Regions from separate parts of the Sus scrofa genome. Here regions 2, 3, 4, 5 and 6 are each linked to region 1. The links are chromatin contacts, called in public Hi-C maps. All regions are on one chromosome and are shown on one strand. The core of a region is the stretch at or near the end of the contact, and the rest is flanking DNA. Distances in the headings are between cores, read along the strand shown. Region 1 holds the start of ISCA1 (iron-sulfur cluster assembly 1 homolog, mitochondrial). Region 2 overlaps CNIH3 (protein cornichon homolog 3). Region 3 overlaps ENAH (protein enabled homolog). Region 4 overlaps ARHGAP12 (rho GTPase-activating protein 12). Region 5 overlaps JCAD (junctional protein associated with coronary artery disease). Region 6 has its middle 24 kb from the start of HNRNPU.

The links. A called contact is a pair of places that touch in the nucleus more often than the background predicts.
Region 2: a Hi-C map of omental adipose tissue shows a contact between it and region 1, with 9 times the contacts expected there. The contact joins the enhancer-like site here to the promoter of ISCA1 in region 1. A contact is called at or near these places in 5 of 47 Hi-C or Micro-C datasets (epiblast stem cells, mesenteric adipose tissue, omental adipose tissue and 2 more).
Region 3: a contact with region 1 is called in a Hi-C map of omental adipose tissue, with 7 times the contacts expected there. The contact joins the enhancer-like site here to the promoter of ISCA1 in region 1. A contact is called at or near these places in 4 of 47 Hi-C or Micro-C datasets (embryonic fibroblasts, omental adipose tissue, retroperitoneal adipose tissue and 1 more).
Region 4: a Hi-C map of embryonic fibroblasts shows a contact between it and region 1, with 10 times the contacts expected there. The contact joins the enhancer-like site here to the promoter of ISCA1 in region 1. A contact is called at or near these places in 5 of 47 Hi-C or Micro-C datasets (embryonic fibroblasts, mesenteric adipose tissue, omental adipose tissue and 2 more).
Region 5: a Hi-C map of retroperitoneal adipose tissue shows a contact between it and region 1, with 6 times the contacts expected there. The contact joins the enhancer-like site here to the promoter of ISCA1 in region 1. A contact is called at or near these places in 5 of 47 Hi-C or Micro-C datasets (embryonic fibroblasts, mesenteric adipose tissue, omental adipose tissue and 2 more).
Region 6: a Hi-C map of fetal skeletal muscle shows a contact between it and region 1, with 20 times the contacts expected there. The contact joins the enhancer-like site here to the promoter of ISCA1 in region 1. A contact is called at or near these places in 8 of 47 Hi-C or Micro-C datasets (embryonic fibroblasts, epiblast stem cells, fetal skeletal muscle and 5 more).

What each region holds. Positions count from the first base shown.
Region 1 is chr10:29,064,598-29,068,239 of Sscrofa11.1, forward strand. ISCA1 (iron-sulfur cluster assembly 1 homolog, mitochondrial) reads left to right here and starts at 1,538. Exons shown (of 4, transcript XM_003357702.4): 1 at 1,538-1,744. The coding sequence starts at 1,586. LOC102160368 (a long non-coding RNA gene) reads right to left here and starts at 1,514. Exons shown (of 2, transcript XR_001304283.2): 1 at 1,308-1,514; 2 at 1-1,117.
Region 2 is chr10:12,776,601-12,780,242 of Sscrofa11.1, forward strand. All of the region lies in intron 3 of CNIH3 (protein cornichon homolog 3), which reads left to right. Among named protein-coding and RNA genes, the nearest start is that of WDR26, 22 kb to the left of the region's middle. Within about 2 kb of position 2,006, at least 13 of the 83 cell types and tissues checked have an H3K27ac peak or open chromatin away from gene starts, as enhancers often do. A contact at or near this core is called in omental adipose tissue and retroperitoneal adipose tissue, where this site is marked.
Region 3 is chr10:13,566,739-13,570,380 of Sscrofa11.1, forward strand. All of the region lies in intron 1 of ENAH (protein enabled homolog), which reads right to left. Among named protein-coding and RNA genes, the nearest start is that of ENAH, 41 kb to the right of the region's middle. Within about 2 kb of position 1,918, at least 24 of the 83 cell types and tissues checked have an H3K27ac peak or open chromatin away from gene starts, as enhancers often do. A contact at or near this core is called in omental adipose tissue, retroperitoneal adipose tissue and subcutaneous adipose tissue, where this site is marked.
Region 4 is chr10:42,546,583-42,550,224 of Sscrofa11.1, forward strand. All of the region lies in intron 3 of ARHGAP12 (rho GTPase-activating protein 12), which reads right to left. Among named protein-coding and RNA genes, the nearest start is that of ARHGAP12, 29 kb to the right of the region's middle. Within about 2 kb of position 1,804, at least 29 of the 83 cell types and tissues checked have an H3K27ac peak or open chromatin away from gene starts, as enhancers often do. A contact at or near this core is called in embryonic fibroblasts, mesenteric adipose tissue, omental adipose tissue and 2 more, where this site is marked.
Region 5 is chr10:40,967,933-40,971,574 of Sscrofa11.1, forward strand. The region is part of intron 2 of JCAD (junctional protein associated with coronary artery disease); the gene reads left to right. Among named protein-coding and RNA genes, the nearest start is that of JCAD, 59 kb to the left of the region's middle. Within about 2 kb of position 1,984, at least 6 of the 83 cell types and tissues checked have an H3K27ac peak or open chromatin away from gene starts, as enhancers often do. A contact at or near this core is called in retroperitoneal adipose tissue, where this site is marked.
Region 6 is chr10:17,519,150-17,522,791 of Sscrofa11.1, forward strand. No RefSeq gene overlaps it. Among named protein-coding and RNA genes, the nearest start is that of HNRNPU, 24 kb to the left of the region's middle. Within about 2 kb of position 1,767, at least 4 of the 83 cell types and tissues checked have an H3K27ac peak or open chromatin away from gene starts, as enhancers often do. A contact at or near this core is called in fetal skeletal muscle, where this site is marked.

The DNA of each region.
Region 1 (3,642 bases), core at 288-2,787:
TGGACAAATGCATAATGACATTGTACCATACAGAGTGTTTACACAATTTTATGGCATCTCTAAATATCCATTAACGGGAGTTCCTGTTGTGCTCAGTGGCAAGAAGATGCGGGTTCTACCCCTGGCCTGGCACAGTGGGTTAAGGATCCATTCTTGCCTTGAGCTGTGGTCACAGACATGGCTGGGATCCAGCATTGCTGTGGCTGCAGCCTAGGCTGGCAGCTGCAGGTCTAATTTGACCCCTAGCCTGGGAACTTCCATATGCCACAGGTAAGGCCCTAAAAAAAAAAGCAAAAAAAAAATTATCCATTAATAATTAGTAGTGGTGTTTAATCTGCACCACATCTGTAGGAGGAAGAGCAGGAGAAAAATGCCCTATACCAGATCAACCAGCTAGTTAAAGATGAAGCCGAGAGACATACCACACTACCGTCGCCTAATCCCAGTTTCCTCTGTGCACCGTGGGGCCTGGGGAAATAACCATTCTCTTAATGTCAGTGTGATTGCATTTCAACAGCAGAGAGACAAGTGATGTAACGAAATCTAACTACAATCCTGTAGGCTCCAAGGGGCCTAAAACACTAAGCTCCTCTTGTAGGAGGTTGGGGATAGTCATTGGCCTAGCCCCACCCCGCCCGCCCCCGGCCGGGCATTAAAAAAACACTTCACTGATTAGTTCTTTCCTTATCAAAACAGAACTGGAATTCCTCCCCAGCACCACTCCACAGAACCTCCTCCCTTTCCCCCTTACCTCTAGCGCTTCCAGGAGAAATGCCACCTTTCCTCATGGTCTCCCATCTTACCCCCCTGCTGCACTTCTATCCTACCAGGATCTCATTCTCCAAACCCTCTATTTACCAGGCTTCCTGTGTATGCCCGGGTATACTGCAGGCTGCACAGTGCATGCGACTCAGGAATATTTGCTGAATCAAAAGGCAGAAGCACCTGAGTACCCAAGATCTAACAAGCAACATGTATTCAATCTAGCTATTGACTGGTACTTGCTATAAAAGTATTACCAGAGCTGCCCGGTCACATCTCAGAGTAAGACTGTGTTCCAAATTCAGCACCCGAAGAGAACACTGCGTTAGTACCGTCTTTCAACGTCCCAAACAGCCTGTGGAAAGAGGGAGGGGAGAAGGAGAGGTTGTTTATCGAGAATCTGCGGTAATTCTACGCCCTTAATAACTCCCTAGCTGGACCAAAAAGGAAGACAGACGTGTACTACGTCTGGGCCTCGGAACCACTCTGTCCTTGAGAGCACCAGCCGGTGGACTTATTTGCGTTCTTAAGCGGCAGCGCCGCACCTTGCTCCGCAGGCAGGTAATGGAACTACGCGCTTTCACAGTCCACAAGTCGGAGCTAACTCCACATGCCCTAATCTGCACGGAGACAGCGCACTGAGACCTTGCGCAGAGGGACGACCTTTCCCTCGCCCCCTGCGCCCCCACATCACGTGACCACTGCCCGGGCGTCCGGCCCCGCCCTCCGGCCATCACTCACGCGGCCCGCCCAATGGCCACGGCGAGGGCGGGCCCGCGCAGGGCGGGGCCTCGGCCACCGTGCGCCGGAGCCTGTGGCGTCAATGCGCCAGCCGTGTCCATGGAGAGAGGCTGAGGTGGCCGAGCTCCGGCCCAGGTACCGGGTCGCCGGGACGGCGAAGATGTCCGCTTCGTTAGTCCGGGCCACTGTCCGGGCTGTGAGCAAGAGGAAGCTGCAGCCCACCCGGGCCGCCCTCACCCTGGTGAGTGGCCAGGACGCGCGGTCGGGCCCGTGACTTTGGTTCCCCTCTGCCCCCGCGAGGGGGGTGGCGGGGCACGGCCGGCCGACGTTGCCCTGGTCCCCCTCTGCAGCCGCCGCTTCGCCGCCCCCTCCCTTCGGAACTCGTCCCTGCTGGGGAGATAAACAGGCGCGGGAGGGGCTGCTCCGCGGGAGCCGGGAGCCCGGGAACTACGTTTCCCAGCAGGCCGTGCGCCGCCGCGTAGAGGGGGGAGGGGGCGCGAGCTAGGCGCCCAGCAGTCAGCCGCGGTGTTCTTGGAGCCTGGGGCAGCGGAGGTCTTGTAGGGGCTAGGGTGTAGGTTATTTAGAGATCTGTGTGTCAGGTGCCGGGGTTAGCTGGATGAATGAACCTGGGTAGCTGTCCTTGAGGCGCTTGGGGAGAACCTTGGCTAGCCGAAGTGTGAGTGCGTGAGCGCCGGTGAGAGCGCAGAGGTGACAAAGCCCACGCTCTGGCGAAATCAAGACTGCAGTGCATAAAGGGTTACTTCCTGGTGTCTACGGTGGAAGAGAGTTTTTGAAACGCACTCTCTGCTTCCAGCGGTGTTGGGCCGTGGTCACGTCTTAAAAGGGACAAAGAAGGATACATTTCCGCCCAGAGTGAGTTTATAGTGTTTTTTGGGTGAAGGGTCAAACATTCAAAGGGCACCAGCATACGCGCTGCAGATAAAGAATTTACTACGCGTGCTGGATCATCGGCGTACTGCGCCGTGTTTTTTTCTTTTTCTTTTTTTTTTTAAGCTAAGGGAACATTCACATAAAATGTACCATTTTAAAGCGTTCGATTTGGTGGCATTTAGTACATTCGCAGTATTTTGCCCCCGTCGCTTCTACGTAGTTCCGAAACATCTGTACCCGAAGGAAAACCCCAGTGTCCATTAACCAGTCACTATTTGCGTTTTGAAAGATTTATTTCATAGGAAAGCTAATGATCAGTTCAACATTCTTTTCACACACACACCCCACTCCTGATTAAGGAGAAGCTTTTGTGTAAGCACTCCAGTTCCTAAAGACCGGAAAACAAATTATATTGAATCATAGATTCTGTTTCATCTAATGCCACAAGAAAGTCTGTTGCCAGAAAATTAGTTGTAGCAAAGCAGAAGAAAGTCGTGATCAGGTGGGCGAATTTATTTTTATGGTGGCTCACTGTTTTAGGTCCATAAGGAAGTTATACTGTTTGTATATGATATTCTACATTCCTTTTTTCTGTACCACCAAGCCTGCTTCATGTCATGAAAGATCATCAAATCTTAGAATTTTCCAAGGTCTTGAAATAAGAACTAGTTGGCACTACTCCTAGTTTGTGTCTCCTTTCAGTCACAGTTAAAAGATTTCTGAATCAAAAGAATTCTACCAGTTCTAGTAATGGTAGTGCCAGGAAGAGTCAGAAAGTGTGGCGACACTTTTTTTGCCTTTTCTTTCTCCACCATTTGGCGTGTTACCTGTTTCTTCAAAATTTCTGAGTTCCACAGTTGCCCTTGTGGCTCATCGGTAACAAACCTGGTTATCCATGAGAACGCGGGTTCCATCCCGGATCCATGGGTTAAGGATCCAGTGTTGCCATGAGCTGTGGTGTAGGTTCCAGACACGGCTGGGATCCTGCGTCACTGTGACTGTGGCTAGGCCGGCAGCTGCAGCTCTGATTCAACCCCTGGACTAGAAACTTCCACATGCCATGGATGTGGCCCTAAAAGGCAAAAAAAAAAAAAAAAAAAAAAATTCTTGAGTTCCTTCTCTCCATTCCTACTTAGTCATCAGACATTTAAGGCCCAGATTTCCCACCTTCCTGGGGCCCACCTTTGACGCCTCTAGAAGTTACTAGGAATAACAACCCAGCCCACATTCTCACTTGCTCCTTTATGC
Region 2 (3,642 bases), core at 756-3,255, about 16 Mb before region 1:
CAGGTTCGATCCCTGGCCTTGCTCACTGGGTTAAGGATCCGGTGTTGCTGTGAGCTGTGGTGTAGGCCGGTAGCTGCAGCTCTGATTGGACCCCTAGCCTGGGAATCTCCATATGCCGCAGGTGTGGCCCTAAAAAGACAAACAAACAAACATATAGTGTAATAGTTTGGACTGAAAGGAATTTTGGATCTCTCACCTTTCCAGACAAGGTAACGGCAGCCTAGGACGGTGAGGCGTCTTATCCGGGGCAGACAGGGGGTTGCTCTCAGAGCTGTCTAACAGCCTTGGGTGACTTCCATGGTGGTTCTCCTGTTCCCAGTCATACTGCCTTTAGTTATTGAAAGGAGGTAGCAAAGTGGTGACATGATGACTTTTTTAAAGCTAATAGTCCATATTTAAAAATTGGGAGATTAAACATAAGAATCTGGACTCCAGAGTTTCTGTTGTGGCTCAGTGGTAATGAACCCGACTAGTAGCCATGAGATGAGGCTTGGATCTGGCCACAGCCACAGCTCCAATTTAACCCCTAGCCTGGGAAATTCCGTATGCCACACATGCAGGCCTAAAGAGAAAAAATAAATAAATAAATAAAAAGAAGAAATGGGACCTTTCTCTCCCTTTGCCCCATAGTGGAGCTATTAAAAGTGAGATTTGTTTAGACACGGAGCCAAGTTGTCCAAAAGATTGTGCATTAAGAACTCGTCAGGAATCCCACTGTGGCGCAATGGGTATGGTGGCATCTCTGGAGCGCTGGGACACAGGTTTGATCCCTGACCAGGCACACTAGGTTAAAGGACCTGGCATTGCTGCAGCTGTGACATAGGTTACAACTGCGGCTCAGATTTGATCCCTGGCCCAGAACTCCCTATGCAGTGAGGCAGTCAAAAAAAAAAAAAAAAAAAGAACTCTTCATATTGTTCATTTTCATCTAAGATCTATCTCTAACATTCTTGGTCCTGTTGAAACATTTCAGTGTACAAAAACACTGCAGTGTTAATACCCAAGAGAAAAGCCATTACAATGTGTATGCTGGTCATTATGACCAGTGTTTTTTTTTTTTTAAATAAACTATTATTAATCAACTATAATAGAAAAAATAAAAATCTTAAAAGAAAATAAACTATGATGCCCTTCATGCCAAAAATAAAAGAGAAGGAACTCTTCATGTTGACTTTAGGCAGAATGATCTTGAACTGTTCAACTGTGATCTGGTCATCATGGCAGCAAAACTATCGGGGAAAAATCAGGACTCAGGGTCCCTCTGCCATTTGCCCAAGTGACAGTGAAACTGCGTGAAGGAAAAGTGCTACGTTATTCTGAGAAATCAATGACAAATAAGCAACACACCAAATGTCCCATACTTAAATGGTTCCTTGAATACATGGCTCATTTGTACTTGTGCGTTTTTTTTCGGGTCTCTGCTTCTAGCCATCCTTCAGCCCTACCCGTGAATATTTCCCCTTTGAAGCCAGGAGGCTCCATGAAGGTTAAAAATAATTCAGCTCTATTGTGTTGAACTTAATTGAAGTGTCATGAACCATCTAGAGAGCAGGAGAACCAGTTCTCTCTTGTTGCTATGGGTTTAGCCTGTTTACTTTCCTGGTACCTGTCGGTCCGAAGCTTGGGTTGGGAGGCCGGGTGAGGAATGTGTCCTCTGGAGTTTCGACAGGCACAGCTATTTGTCACGGCCTCAGAAGCTGCTTGGCCCCAGGTAAGGAAGGCTGCCCTATGGGAGGGATAATTACGGTCAGCGAGCCTGAGCTCTCAGCTCGGCCTCACGCTGCCCCCACACTCATGTCTGATTCAGGAAGTCTTCTATTTTTGTGTGTTCACATCAACAATTTCCTCACTCGCTTTATCGAAGGGAAACAGACTCGGGTGCTGGTGAGGAGAAGAGATTCTGAATCAGGCCTTTTGCCTGGCCGGGTGCAGGGCTTGGAAGAAGGCTTAGGTAGAGGGAGGAGTCACTGGCATCAGGATACCGTGCACATGGCAAAGCCAAACACCGCCGCCCACCTCCTCTCTGACTCACCTGCCCGCAGCGTGATTACGCTGGAGGGGGCGGGCGGCCAGCAGGCGTGTGTGACGGGGAGGTGGGGGGCCTGAGTCCTCTCCTTTCCTAGGGGACCCTCCCATTGTTGTTCTGGTTCCAGAGGAGACCTAGAAGCCTGGGGATCTCAAAATACACTTTGACCCGCCAAGTCTGTCCTGGACGTGTGAAACCCTTCTCAGTTGAGTGGCTTATGCGGTAGAACAAGTGTTGGATAGCCAGACTTTTCAGGGATAGGGAAGGCTTTTTGATTTATGGGGCTCTAGTGGGTCCAGAATTAGCCAGGAGTCACAGAACAATAACTGAGTTCTCCTTGAGGTAGAGAAGCGCGGAGTGGGTTAGGATGGAGCTCCATGGTCCTTGGCTTAGTGTGGAGGGTATTGCCTTTGAAACAGTCAGACTATGGTTAGCGTTATGAGAGATTCTTCCTGTTCCATATGAAGGATAATGGAAAAAAAACAAAACAAAACAAAAAACCAGCCCTCAAGCCCTTCAATTGCCATACCAGTGCTGGCCACATCAAAGCAGCAGTTCATATGCCAGTCACAGTAAATTAACATGGATCCCAATATAAACATTGCTTTATCTCTTTTTATTTTTAAATGAAGCATTTGGCTTGTATATGCTGTTTGAAACTTCAAACATCATGCGTGGTCATATTTCAATATGAACACTACCCATGTTTGAATAATAGCTGGCATTTTTATTATGTGTATGGCACCACAGGTGTATCCTTTTAAATTATGTATATAGCATTTAAGGTGTATACTGACTTAAATAATTACTGTTGCTTCATGCGGCCTATATAGGATGTACCAAATTAGCAGATGATGTCATTCAAATCACATAAAAAGTCACCTTAATCTGCCTGTCCAAATTCATGGAAATCACAAGTCTTGAGAAATGTTGAAGTATCAGCGACATTGTCCAGGAAGTGTCAACCCCTTCTTGCCTTCTCCCCTCTCCGTACCACCTCCTAACCCTTCCACAAGCTTGGCATCATCACTCACAGTGAAGTTCCACCCACGAAAAGCCCCATTATGTAGTGGGTCTGAACCCTTCCCGGGACCCCTGGCCAGAAATGGGATGTGGTCCAGGGAACAGCCTAGACAAGTGCCAATTGGGACACGTGGCAGGGATATCCTTCCTTGTTGACAGTCTTCACCTGTGCCCTCCCCAGGGAGAGGAGCCTTGGTCATCGTCTCCTCCTCTCACAAGCTGTGCTGGAACTGCTTTGATTCCCCCTTTCAGCTGGGTTGGTGCCATGGGCATCGCCTGGAGTCCTCCACAGTGAATTGACTCCACTAGAGCCCTCTGGGTTGTGCCAGCAGGGCGGTTGGGCCCTGGAGGCAGAGCAGCGTAACTACCCCTGGGTGACAGCCTGAAAATTGTGATGGCAGAGGCTCCACCCTCTGTCCTCAGGCACGAAGGGTGGATGTTTTCCAGGCCAGCAGCTCTAGACAACAGCCCATGAGACCTGGTAGAGGAAGTAATGTGAGGAGGTCAAATCGGAAACGACTAAGGACCATGATGTTCAAGGTCAGGCAGGAGCAGCGCCTCATACAGAACTGGATTCTCCCCTCTTGACACAA
Region 3 (3,642 bases), core at 668-3,167, about 15 Mb before region 1:
AGACAAAAAAATAAAAGAAGCCAGACACAAAAGGCCACATAGTCTATGATTTCATTTATATGTAATGCCCAGAATAAGCACATTTATAGAGACAGAAAGTATATTAGTGGTTGTCAGGGGTGGGAAGTGGGGAGTGACTGCTCAATCTCAGTGGGTACTGGGCTTCCACTTGGGGAGATAAAAAAGTTCTAGAACTAAAAAGCGGTAATAGTTGTGCAACGTGGTGCATGTGCTTAATGCCAATAAATCTGTGACTTTAAAATAGTTATCATCGTAAGTTTACTGTTATATATACTTAATTACAATTTTAATTTTTTTTTCAAAAAAAAAAAGATAATGAGGCAAGCCAGGATGTAGTTAAGAATTCTCAATCCACCAGTAATTGCACAGTATTGTAGCAATAAGTAATTCATATCTTGGCCCCAGTTCATAATTCTACTTCTGAGAACCAATGTAAGAAAAAAAAAGCTTTCAATCCAAAAGAGGGAGGAAGAAAGGAAGGCAGGGAGGGAGAGAAGAAAAGCAATCTGAGCATCAAATTATCAGGGAATGGAAAAATCAAGATACATTTACAAAATTAATTATATGAAAAAATTCCAAACGTTTATGAAAAGCATTCATTGTGAAATAGGGGGAAGGCTTATATTATGAAGCAAATGTGATAAAAGCAGAAAAGAAATTCTATAAACACAAGCCAAACTGTACATCAAAACAAGACTCAAAGGAGGTTTACAATGGGTTTGCTATGGTGACGGTATTTTCTTTCTGTTTTCTGCCCCGTGAAACCAAGCAAGCTCATTCTTATCTCAAGGCCTCTGGACCTAGTGTACCTTCCATCTGGAACGCTCCTCAGCGCTCCAGGACTGCCTCCCTCATCTTTCGCGTCAACTCAAACTTCAGCCCCTAAGAAAGACCGTCCCTCCTCCCTCCGCCTTTCCCCACCACACATTCTTTGCTGCTTTGCACTTATTACAACCTGAGAATAACTGGACTACTGATTTACTGGTACACTCATCTTTTTCCCCCATCCCCTATTGGAATGTGAGGCCCCTGAGTACAACCTTACGGGGGCTCCCTTGTATGTTATTGCTGCTTTTAATTTCCCTTTGTATTAACTGCTGTCAGTGTGATTAGCAGCGTCTCGGCTGCTTCCCCTTGGGTTTATCCTGTACAGAACTCTACGTGCTTCCTGAGCCTGCTGACTACTTCCTTTCCCAAGCTAGGGAAGTTTTCAGCTATCATCTCTTCCAATATTTTCTCAGGCCCTTTCTCTCTCTCTTCTCCTTCGGGAACCCCTATAACTCGAGTGTTAGTGCGTTCAACGTTATCCCAGAGGTCTCTTAAACTGTCCTCATTTCTTTTCATTCGTTTTTCTTTTTTCTGTGCCACGGCAGTGATTTCCTCTACTCTGTCATCCACCTCACTGATATGTTCTTCTGACTTAGTTACTCCATTACTGATTCCTGCCAGAGTGTTTTTTATTTCCATTAATCCATTCTGCAACTCTGTCTGGCTGTCCAGTGTATTTTTCCAACTCTTTGCTTAAAACTTCTTGTAACTTCTCACTCTTTGCATCCAGTCTTTCCCTGAGATCTTGGAGCAGCTTTAGGAACAGTACTCTGAACTCTTTATCAGACAGATGGCCTATCTCCTCATCACCAAGTCCTCCTCTGCCCCCTCATTCTGTCAAATTTCTGTATGTACTTTTATATATGTGGTGAGTTAGCTGTTTCTTGACTTTGGAGAAGTGGGTCTCTGTCCTATGCTCCCAGCAGTGCACTTCTCTCTCATCACCCAAGGACCAGCTGGTTCCAGGGTCTGCGTTTGTGGTTTTGGTCTGTCTACAAGCTGCTGCATTGTAGCCTTCTTCCTTCTGGTTTCTGCCTCATAGTGGGTGGGGCTGGTCTAGAGGCTTCCGCAGGCTTCCTGATGGGAGGGGCTGGTGGTTGGCCACTGGTGGGTGGAGCTGGGTCCTGGCCCTCTGGAGGAGGTGGTGGGTTCAGGAAGTCTTCAGGCAGCCAGTTTGCTGAGAGGTGGGGCGGTATTAGCTGTCTGGCCTGAGATGTTGGCACACTGTAGCTTACAGGCTACTGGTGGGGCCAGGTCTTGGGGCTAATGATCCAAGCAAGAGGCCCACGCCAATGAACACTTGCTGATACACCAGCTTTTATGACCCCCGAGGGAGCCACAGCGCCCCCGCCCTCCCCAAACCAACAGGTAGGTCTGGCTCAGGCACTTATGAAGTCACTGCTTTTGCTGTTGGTCCCAGTGCACATGAGATTGTGTGTACTCCTTTGAAGAGTTTCCCCCAGTGCTGTGGAGCTCCTGCAATTAGGTCCTGCTGGTCTTCAAAGTCAAATGTTCTGGGAGTTCATCTTCCCAAAGCCAGACTCCCAGGCAGGGGAGCGCGATGTGGGTTCAGAACTCTCACTCCTGTGGGAGAGCCTCTGCACTGTAATTCTTCTCAGTCCCTAAGACCACCCACCCGCGGGCCAGGGGATTCACGGGTGCGCCCCTCCTGCTGTCTCGTCGTGGCTTCTTATGTCTTTAGATGTAGAAGCTCTTTTTTGGCAGGTTTCAGTCTTTCTGATCAACGTTTATTCCAGGAATTAGCTGTGATTCTGGCGGTTTCTAAGAGGAGGCGAGCTCAAGGGCCTTCCAGTCGGCCGAGCTGAAAGATTCCTCGGGACTCTCACCTCAAAGGATGGGCCGCTTCTTTATCTACACAGCTCTGGGCCAGAGACCTGTACCTGGCAGTAACAATGAATACTTGTGAAACTAGTCAATATCTATTAGTTGACTGATTAACCTGTTCTTTTCCATAATTTGTCCCTTTTCTATATTTTTCTACTTTAATTGTTAAAGATAAAATACTTCAATGGGCAAATATCACTTAAAGCCAAAGAAAATATAACTCTGTGGATATTCCCTAAGGAAAAACCAAGGGTATATAACAAAATCACTCATTAGAAATCCTTCCTAATAAAGGACAATGCTCTAGGACACTTTATAGCATACCGCATCCATTTTCAGAAATTTAGGGACACGTCTCAAATTTCTGATTCCCTAAGTTCCTTAAGAACCCTTCTTCCAACACCAATCCTCTATGCTACCACCCCAATGTCCCCCCACCCCCACCACCACAAAAACCCTTTGAGTAATTTTTTTTTCTTTTTTGGCTGTCCCTTGGCATGTGCAGTTCCCGGGCCAGGAAACAGATCCAAGCCACAGTCGCAACCTAAGCCAAAGCTGCAGCAAGGCCAGATTGTTAACCCACCATGCCCAGCTAGGGAACGGAGTTATTTTAATAGAGTTACACTTAAGGCATGAGAATTATTTCAGAGCTCACTGCAGTCAATATGCTAATATTAAATAATGTTGAGGCGACAACAAAAAAGTAAATAACGTTCAAGAAAAGTTTAATTTTACTCATAAGTGAATTTCAAATTAAAATACACTAGAAAAGCAGCCTAACTATATTTACTCTTCTGTGGATCTGTAGTTGAAATGCAGTTTCACAAGAACCTAACTATACATAGCATCTGCAACTATATTTATATTGTATCCATATATAAAAACTGAACAGAAAAATATCCTTTCTGAAGAGAAGAGCTAGTTGAGATGTTCAAGAATCAAAAGTGG
Region 4 (3,642 bases), core at 554-3,053, about 13 Mb after region 1:
TATAGCCTCCGGCCTATGCCACAGCCACAACAACGCAGGATCCCAGCTGCATCTGCGACCTTCACCACAGCTGACGGCCAGGGATCAAACCCACAACCTCATGGTTCCTAGTCGGATACGTTAACCACTGAGCCACAACAGGAACTCCATTGACTCTCCAGTTTTAGACCACACTTTCTAACTACAGGAAACTGGACAGCTTAATACTCAAGGCTGGCAAGACATATATATTAAAGGAGTATTAATGAGATCATGAGAGAAAACGGGGCACCAGGAGCAAAGTATATAGTTTTTAAGGCTGCTGTAAGATTTGGAACTCTGAACTAATAACAATGACTTTCAAAGTTTCATCTTCAGGTCAACCATTAGTTTAAACTTGAAATGACCAAAAAACTTGCTCCTCTGATAAAGATACTGCATATAACGAGTCCAGTTTACTGGGGGGAGGGGGGCTGCCAACCTGAATTTTCTGATTTTTTGACTCAAATTTTGAAATCTCTATATTGCATTACAACATTTTATCCCCAACTCCACCTTCCTAGTAACATTCTTCATAAAAATTATGCTGTGTCAATGGTCATGGCACTTCTGGATGACTGGTTTCCAAAGAGAAACACGCCATCTGTGATGGGACATTTATCTAGGTTTCCCCTTCCCCTTCCACGTATTTATGGGTAAACAATAGTCATCATTAGGGAAGCATTTAGCATGTCTACTCCGTACCAGGGAACCATACTAGGCACCTGATACACAGAGACAAACAGGATATGGTAAAGAGCTTGGCCTTGGAGATGACAGGCTGACTAGTGAGAAGGAGACGATCACACATGTGATGAGTACAACAAATGTAAAGGACAAGGCACTCAGGAAGCTTACGATGAGAGGACACCCCAAGAGAAGCAGGGCACTCTGGAAGCTTACAATGAGTGGACACCCCGAGAGAAGCAGAACAAGACCGTAAGAAGTCAGGACAACAGACACTCAAAAACTCATCAATCGCTTCCAGTCCTAGGAAAAGGAGGAAATGTACTTTACCTTATTCCCGTCACTACATATAAATAAAAACACTGATACAACTAGAGATTCTCATACTAAGCGAGGTAAGTGAGAAAGAGAAAGACATACACCGTATATCACTTATATGTGGAATCTAAACTATGGCATAAATGAACCTATCTACAAAACAGAACAGACTCACTGTCATAGAGAACAGACCCGGGGTTGCCGAGGGGGAGGGAGTGGGATGGATGGACAGGGAGTTTGGGGTGAGCAGGTGCAAACTATTCCATTGAGAATGGATAAGCAATGAGGTCCTACTGTACAGCACAGGGAACTATATCCAATCCCTCAGGATAGAATGTGACGGAAGATGGGAATGTGTATGTATGCATGACTGGGTCATGCTGCTGTACAGCTAAAACTGGTACAACACTTTTTTGAAAAGGGAAATAAATAAATAAAAACACTGGACATAATATATAAAACAAAAAGAAGATAACTCTGAAAGGCAGAGAGAAGGTAAACCAACTGTGACCTCAGGCCTCCATGAACAACATGCTGGTGTGTTCTCTGGGTTTACTCACACACTCAGGTTTGAAGGGGGAAGTCGGCAACCCAGAAACACCAAATGGCACAGACCAAAAAAGCCCCAACAAATCCCTGCTCTAGACTGAGCAGAAGAATCAGAAAAGCAGAAGGACAGCAAGACTGAAAGCTTTTAGATATCCCCACTCTACTCCAGCCAAAGGCCACAGAGCAAACCAATGATTCCACCCACACACCACCAGCAGTGGTGAGCAGGGCTGTAACAAGGCACCCCAAAACCCCCACAAGGGTGATGTCAGAAAAGGCAGAGGAAGGAAGCAGGGTAGTCACTGAGAGACAGTCACAAGACTGCCCCCCCAACCCACACAGAGGAGGCTCAGGAGAGAGTCAGAGCTTTCAACACTGCCAAGTGCCAAGGAGGCCATTCTCTAACCCTGATGTTAGCCATGTGGGCCAAGTAATGAGACACTTCAACCCCTCCCAGCCAGGAAGGTAGCAGACAGATTTCCTGCGGAGCCAGACATTAAGGAGGGAAGCTCAGAAAAAGCCCAAAACAAGGATACTTGAAGAATTTAAACCCTCTGGTACCTACAACTACATCAAACACTAAACACAGTACAATTTCTAGCCAGATCAACAATGCACACTAGAGGCCTATTTACTTACATTCCTATTACACAATAAAAAATGGCTCTCAATTAAAACTACAAGGCCTGGCAAAAGGCACGAAAAAAACATCTAAAGAGCTAAAGCTAACATCAGATATGCCACAGACGTTGAAATTATCAGGCAGGGAATTTAAAATAACTGCTATTAATATTTTAAACACTGTAAAGGAGAAAGCAGACAACATGCAAGAACCAGTGAGTAATGCAAGCAGAGTGATGAAAAACGTAAAACAGAATCAAAAAGAAATGCCACAAATTAATATCTGTAACAGAAAATGACTTTAATGTGATGATCAAGAGACTGGACACACCTGGGAAAAGAACTGATGAGCTTGAAGATATGTCAATAGAAATTTTCCAAACTGAAAGCGGGACAAATTACCAAAACCAACACAGATGTCAAAACACCAAAATTCCATACTGCGGCATATAGAAATTCCCAGGCTAGGGGTTGAATCGGAGCTGGAGCTGCAGCTGCTGGCCTACATCACAGCCATAGCAACACCAGATCTGAGCTGCATCTGTAACCTACACCACAGCTTACAGCAATGTCAGATCCTTAACCCACTGAGAGAGGCCAGGGATTGAACCCACGTCCTCATGGATACGAGTTCATTTCCGATGAGCCACAAGGGGAACTCCTTCTTTTCTTTTTGTTGGCTACCATCTATCTATCCGTGAAATGACTTCCTCCTCCTTCTCAGTCTGTGTGGCTTTGGGAGGCCGTGTGCTCTTGGAATGGGCAGTTGTGGTATCCCTCACCTCGCCAGTAATAATACATCAACTTTCCGGCCAGAGTGAGGGGTTCAGGGGTTCTTTCTTCAGGGACTGATGTGGGTGCTGGGTGAAACATGGTCTTCTAGGATCACAGGGGCTGTGGATCACGGAAAACTGGAATTCTTCCATCTTTTTAGGCCTATATGTAGGCCTCCTTCACCCCATGTGAAAACATTCTCTGGAGTTCGGTCCCTGGCCCAGGGAACTTCCATATGCCGAGGGCAATTCAGGGAAGTTCCCACTGTGGCTCAGTGGTAACCAGCCCAACTAGTATCCATGAGGATGCAGGTTTGATCCCTGGCCTTGCTCACTGGGTTAAGGATCCAGCATTGCCACAAGCTGCAGTGGAGGTCACAGATGCTATAAGGAGTTAAGAAGAGGTCTGGCTAGAAAATCTAATAAAGAATTCTCTTCGTGGCTCAGTGGAAACGAATCTAATACCCATGAGGACGGCAGGCTCAATCCCTAGCCTCGATAAGTGGGTTATGGATCCAGCACTGCTGTGCACTGTGGTGTAGGTCGCAGACACGGCTTGGATCTGGTGTTGCTGTGGCTGTGATATAGGCTGGCGGCTACAGCTCCAATTCTAGCCCTATCCTGAGAACTTCCATATGCCACAGGAGTGGCCCTAAAAAGACAAAAAATAAAATGA
Region 5 (3,642 bases), core at 734-3,233, about 12 Mb after region 1:
CAACCCAGAGGAAGCCTTTGTCATCACTTCATAAAACTGGGTTTGTCTTCAGTGCTGTGCTGGGACCCGGCTCAGGCTGGGAAGGGGGCTCTGCCTGCCCAAGAGCATGTGTAACTGGCACAAAACGGGCCAAGGAGACAAATAGGAGCAGAGACCTCTCTTTAGGGGAAAGCAACATACCAACAAAAAGGAGTGTGAGTCCAGTCCAAAGAAAAGGAATGAGTGCTCCCCAGTTCCACAGTCAGCTTTTCACAGGGATGGTCGTCCTTGTTGGTCGACAGCTTTCAGGTAAAAACAGGAGGGATTTTGCTCTCATAAGTCAGAGCATTCAACACCTTGATTATCGAGGGCAAGCAAAGTGAGGGCCTGCTTCACGCCCAGGGCGGTAGAGGCTGGTTTGTGGCTTCCAGTCAGAACCACCGCTCTAGTGGGGCAGGGGTTGTCATGGGTGGGGCAGGTTCCCCCAGGATGGGGAAGGACTTGAGCTACCTGCTCCCTTCACAACTCCCCCTTGTGTCCACTGCTGCCTTGGTCCCTGAAAAGCACGCCCACCATGGATTTTGGAAGAGGGAACTTGTAGATGAGATGGTTGGAGCATTAGGGCAGCCTGTGTTGCTACCGAACAAACTCGTGCCTGATCCTACGGTGCCTCCGTGCTTCTAGTCCCTTGGCTTTCAGAGAACGGAGGCTGTGCCTTGCTGCTCCCCCTGCTGTGTTCCCTACAGAGCTTGCTGCAGAGCAGCTCACACAGCGGGCTCAGTATGTGCCCGAGATTCATTCATTCATTCATTCCTCCACACTTGTAACAGCTTTGAGAGGCAGAGGATTTAGTTTCTGATGAGGTGAGTGGCCATGGAATCCTGGTGAATGTGTCACATAGGCTCTGTCCCAGTCTTAAAGGGCTGGATCAGGAGTTCCCATTGTGGTTCAGCGGGTTAAGAATGCTGCTAGTATCCATGAGGACGCGGGTTCAATTCCTGGCCTCAGTGGGTTAAGGATCTGGCGTTGCCGCAAGCTCTGGTGTAGGTGGTGGACACAGCTTGGATCCCGCGTTGCTGTGGCTGTGGCTAGGCCGGTGGCTGTGGCTGTGGCTCTTATTTGACCCTTAGCCTGGGAACCTCCATGTGCCATGGTATGGCCCTAAAGGAAAAATGAATAAATAAATAAAGGGCTGGATCAGAGATTGGAGTTGGGTCCCAGGTGGGAGGCAGTAGAAGCCACTTTAGAATTCCCTATGGGCAGTGAGGCTCCCAACCCATCCACAGCTCACTGGGCCCCCAGACCTGTGAGCAGCTTGCTTTCCGTCGTTAGTGAAACACTCAGATGGTTTAGGTGCAGCACTGGGAAGTCTGCATGCACACGACAGAGTTCTGACAGATCTGGCCATACCCCCCTACCGCCCGGCACTTCTGGCTGGTTAGTTGGCTGGTTACTTTGGGAGCTAAGGAGAAGTTTTGGGGACGCAGGTCGCCTTGCAGGGTAGAAAGAGAAACTGCATACATGTTTGCAAGGATCCATGCCAGCACCTAGAGCTTCAGAGACCAGATGCCCTGTGTCCTGGGTTGAAATGGAAAGATGTTTTCTTTCTTTAGTGACCAGTAGATGACAGGAGGCAAATGGAAAGTTAGATGGGAGGAGAATTATTTTTTCTCTTTTAGAAGAAAAGTGCTTTGAGAGGAAATAAATAGGTGCTTGTAGTTAAAGCTTAAAAATGTAAAGAAAAAGAAATCCATCCAATTCTTTGGCTGGTGGGGTTTCTGACTCTGGATGAATCTGTGGTACTTGGCCATGTCCCAGCCTTCCATCACTGGACAGGGCGGCCGTGGTCCTGCAGCCTGGCCTGGCCCCCACAGTGACGCTGCCGGCTAGGCTCTAGGTCTGGAGCCGGACATGCAGGGTCCACATGTCCTAAGTGGGTGAAGAGGCTGCGCTTTGATCTAGATGGGGCCTTGGATGCCCTATGCAACCCCAGCACCCCGGGGTGACTGGTCTTGCCTGCTTGGTGGGTTAAGATCCACCCTTGAGCGTGTCTCCTCACCACAGGCCAGCCATCAGTGCCCTGTGCACAGCCGGGCAGGGTGGTGGTCAGAGCAGTTTGGAAAGCCACGGGGGCCAAAAGGGAACTGGCTAGGATGGCGGGGTGGAGGGGGAGTGCAGGGGGAGGGGCAGCAATGTCCTTATTTCATAGCCAAGAGTGTGAAGCCCAGAGGGTGGCAGTGACTCTGTAAGGGCCACTTGGTGCCACCGTGGAGAAAAGCCCAGCCCAGCTGCACTCTCCTGCCCAGTTTGAAAGGGGTGCCTTTTTTCTGAGCTCCTGTCCTGCCTTCGCTAGGACCCGGTCACTTCCTCCCCACCCTGCCTGCTTGCGTTTGCACCTCTTCCTGTCTGGGGAGCTGCCTAGGAACCGCATCTGTCCTCCCAGATCAGAGCCATGTCATAACGCCGACGCTACCCAGTGCATGCTGGCCAGGGCCACACAGATGGGCAGTGTCATACATCATCTGGGGCGTGGCTGGAACATCAGGATTCCTGGGTGAGAATGATAGGACTTATTTCCCACTGATAATTAGCATCATCTTAGAACAGAGTATCTTAAAAAAAAAAAAAAAAAAAAAGAATATGGACTTGGAGCCATGACTCGGTTCCCAAACTTGCAGGGTCCACGTTTCCTAAGTGGGTGAAGAGGCTGTGCTTTGAGCTCTCCCGGTCGTCAGGTCACGTGACTCTGAGTTCTAGGGATGAGAGAAGGGGGAGGACCAGCTGACCTTGCTGAGAAGTCTTTTGGCCCAAGTGGGGAGACCATTCTCGTTTTGCATAGTTTATCTTTATCTTTTTGTTTTTAAGGTTTTTTTGCATAGAGGGATCATTTTCTAAAGCTCTGTCTGATGTGTGGTGCTGTCTGTCTCAGGGCTGGTAACTTGATGAGGGTGCAAGGCCCAGATGATGGGCTGGGAACCCTGACTGCAGCCCTGCTGCCTGCACCATCGACCCCCAGCTCTCTCATGGGCCCTGCAGGCCTCCTCCGGCCCCATGCACACCCCCTCCTGTCCCCAGGTGCCATCTACATGGAGCCACCTCGGGCTCCCTGCTCTGACCCACCGGGAAGCACCGGACTTCTCCCCCATCCCCACAGGAAACCCCCCTCGCCAGCCGGCTTCCTTGGTTTCCAGTTGAGATGCTCTCTGCCCCAGGCTCCTGAGCACCTTCTCCTGGTCCCCAGGGCTTCCAGCTTCCTGAAGCCGACACCACTGCTAATTCAGCTCTGGGTTTGCGCAACCTATTAGAGAGTTTTGCATTTCTTAAACACTCACACATTTTTGTAATGTGAGTTCATTGGAGCAGACCTAGTACGTGTCAGCCAGGGCAGCCTGTGGGTGCTGAGCATTCCGGGTCATTGGCTGGTGTGGGATGGGAGAGGTGGTACAGTTGGTGGCTTCCTTGAAACCTGCTGACCTTGGGGGAGCAGCGAGGAGGGGGAGGAGGTAAAGATCACAGGCTGTGCAGACCCTCTGGGCTGCCTGGTCCCTGCAGGAATATTTCCCCCCTTTGTGGGTTCTCTGTGTGTCACCTACATGAGGCCGCAGGCTGTGTGGGGCTGTCACTGCGCCCGAGCCCAGCCATGGGCAGGACCTGGGAGCCTGG
Region 6 (3,642 bases), core at 517-3,016, about 12 Mb before region 1:
TGGCAATATCTCTGATCACTGGTGTATTAAATGTCAGGCCTGGAATAATCATTCTGCTCTGGGCTGCTGATAAACCAGGACACTAATCCATTACTTTTCCTCCTGTGCAAGGAAATTTCCCTTCAGATTCAACCTACACAAGTCAAAAAGTTCGGACTCAGCCCCAATTCGTATCCCATTCTCCCCCCACCCCCAAAAAACCCCTTGAATTCCTGGAACTTGGGCTAAATACTACCATTAAGAGGAAACTGCATTCACCACATTTCCATGAGAAAAGGCAAAGAGAAGTAAGATAAATACCAGGATTCACCTTGGATCTTTTCTTACTGATGTGTCAGTTTGCGGCAGGACTTAGAAGAATAGGAAAAGATGTCACTTGGGCTCTTTGGGACCAAATACACTTTTTTTCAAAATCATTTTAAAAGTAGGATTTAGGAGTTCCCGTCGTGGCACAGTGGTTAGTGAATCCGACTAGGAACCATGAGGTTGCGGGTTCGGTCCCTGGCCTTGCTCAGTGGGTTGAGGATCCGGCGTTGCCGTGAGCTGTGGTGTAGGTTGCAGATGTGGCTTGGATCCCGCGTTGCTGTGGCTCTGGCGTAGGCCGGTGGCTACGGCTCCGATTAGACCCCTAGCCTGGGAACCTCCATATGCCATGGGAGAAGCCTAAGAAATAGCAAAAAGACAAAAAAAAAAAAAAAAAAAAAAAAAGTAGGATTTAGTGATTTCTTCGGTGCATTTGAAAACAAAAGTAAATTAAAGAATCCACTGGACTCTGAAATCTTCCTATACATTAATAATTTTTATAGTCTCTCTAATGGAAGCATCCAGGAATCATTTTTGTTTTTGTTTTTCTTTCTTTTTAGGGCTGCACCTGCAGCATATGGAAGTTCCCAGGCTAGGGGTCGAATTAGAGCTGCAGCTGCCGCCTATACGTCACAGCCATAGCAACGCTAGATCCGAGCCACGTGTGTGACCTACTCTGCAGCTTGTGGCAACAACAGATCCTTTAAGCCACTGAGCGAGGCCAGGGATCACGCCCAAATCTTCATGGATACTAGTCAAGTTGGTTACTACGAGCCACAATGGGAACTTAGGAATCATTTTTATATTGTAATTTAATTCCTTGTCATTCATGTTCTGTTCCTTTTTCGGCTGTCCCATGGCGTATAAGGTTCTTGGGTCAGGATCAGATCCGAGTTGCAGCTGCTGCCTACAACACAGCTGTGGCAACACTAGATCCTTTAACCCACTGTGCTGGGCTTGAGATCAAACCTTCCACTTTGGCGCTGCAGAGATGCCACTGATCCCCTTGCGCCCCAAGGGGAACTCTTCATGTTCTTTTCATGTGGCCTCTGAGAGTTAAAAAACTATCCGTGTTCTTAGGTGCAAAGCGGCGAGCTAAACAATTCTAATTAGATGTGCAATATATTAGGCACTGTCGGCCAACTGGTCATGTTTAGGAGTTGTGGTTTTCAAGATTACACGCAATTAAGTTATTTGTGAAAATGATACGCAAATATTCACGCCTTCATTCAGGAGTACAAACTTTGGTACTGGAGACTAGGAGGGAGCCTGAAGCGCTGGGGTTTTTGGAGCCCGGCTCACAAACATGAACAGACGTAAGGCAATAACGAGGCAGACAGTGTGCGTGATGGGCCCTTGTCCTCTCTGGGGACCACGCGGCAGGACCCAGGAGACCGTGGCAAACACGCTTGAGGACAACCCCGCGCCTGCGCAGTTCGCTCCACAGCTTCCCAGCGATCCACACCTGCTTCTCTCACATACATGTCCCGGGGCTGGAGAGCTGTGGCTTGTCAGAAACACAGTTCCACTTCTTTCACACTGAGGGGTATTCCGCCCCGCCCTTCGCCCTACTTCCACCTTTTTTGGCCGCCCTGCAGCATATGGAGTTCCTGGGCCAGGGATCAGATCCAAGCCGAAGTTGTGACCTAAGGTGCATCTTAGGCAACGCCAGATCCTTAACGCACTGGGCCGAGCGGGGATTGAACTTGCATCCCAGCACTCCCAAGACACTTCAGATCCTGTTGTGCGACAGCCGGAACTCTGAGACAGGGATTCTTGACAGATGAGTCAGCTGTCAGATGTCTGCTTGCTTAGGTAACATCATTTTCTTGGACACAGTAGTAAAATATTTTAAAGGTATGGCACGTGTGAACCCAAGTTCATCTCCTCTCTCAGGGCAAAAAGATAGTCCATGCACACCTGGAAGTCTAAAAGCCCTGTCTGCTCTGCAGTTTTCACTTGTCATAAGCAGAGCTAGCTTCATCTCAGGCATGTAATGGTTCTGTTACTGGGGGCAGCTGTATTTACTTACTTGAAATTTTTAACCAGGCTCCACATTACAAGGGGCCCAGTTTGACATGGGTCTTATGGTTTTTGTTGGGGTTTCATTTAGTATTTGCTCATTTGCGGATAAAAGAGAATAAACATTGGGAGTTCCCTTTGTGACTCAGCAGGTTAAGAACCCAACTAGTACCCATGAGGATGTGGGTTTGATCCCTGTCCTTGCTCGGTGGGTTAAAGATCCGGCGTTGCTGGGAGCTTTCTTGTCGGTGGCAGATGCGGCTTCGGATCCCTAGTTGCTGTGGCTGGGGCGTAGACTGGCAGCTGCAGATCTGATTTAACCCCTAGCCTGGGAACCTCCATATGCTGCAGGTGCAGCCTTAAAAAAGAAAAAGAATAAATACTAAGAGTACAAACTACCTTTAAGGTAGTAGTTACAAACAGAGGCTCGATCAAGTTCAAATCTAGGGCATGAATACTTCCCAGGCGGCATGTTTCTCACTGGGCCACATCGAAGGCACATAACACCTCGTGGCTTTTGTTGTATGTGCGTGTGTGTGTGATGACAGTATCTATTGTCCGATACTATCAACCTGTATGTCCCTTATAAAGTTCCCACCAGCTCTTCCCTATGGTTTTAGCCCCCCTTGGTAATCATTTCTTAGATTCTTTATTCATTAGGGGTTTCAAAATTGGCAATATTTTCAATTGTGTCATTCCTTCTTGATCGGCAGAATCTCTTCTCACTATTTGACGACCCTGAGAGATAGTTCACATAGGAAAGGCAGAATAAGTGTTTCCTTTATTTTTATCTACCTATTTTTGGAATAAAGAGTCGTTTCCTTCACATCCTTCAAAGGTGACCCAGGAGTCTATTTTTGGAGCACTTACTATGAACCGGGGATATGATCATGCTTGATGTATCTCGATATGCTGCAGTTATTTACTTGTTTAGTTGATGCTCAAACCACCCCATTTTCTGCCAGTGCTCCCGTGTCCTTCTGACACCACCTCTTTGACAGCTTCCTTGCTTCCGGTGCAACAAGATGTTCCAGGGGTCAGAGGAACAGATGAAATTACATCAGCCGGAAGCCATCAGCAAAAGTTAGAATGAGAAACCCTCCAGGACAAACTACTCAGTTTCTTCAATGAAAAATTGCAAGAGAGAAAAGAAAGAGGCCATGAAACCCATAGATGGGAAGAGACTGGGAAAACATCACAAAAATGCAAAATATGGACCTTGTTTGGATCCTGATTTTTTTTTTTTTTTTTTAATTTTTTGACCACCCCTCAGCATGTGGACTTCCCGGGCCAGGGATCAGATCACAACTGCAGTGG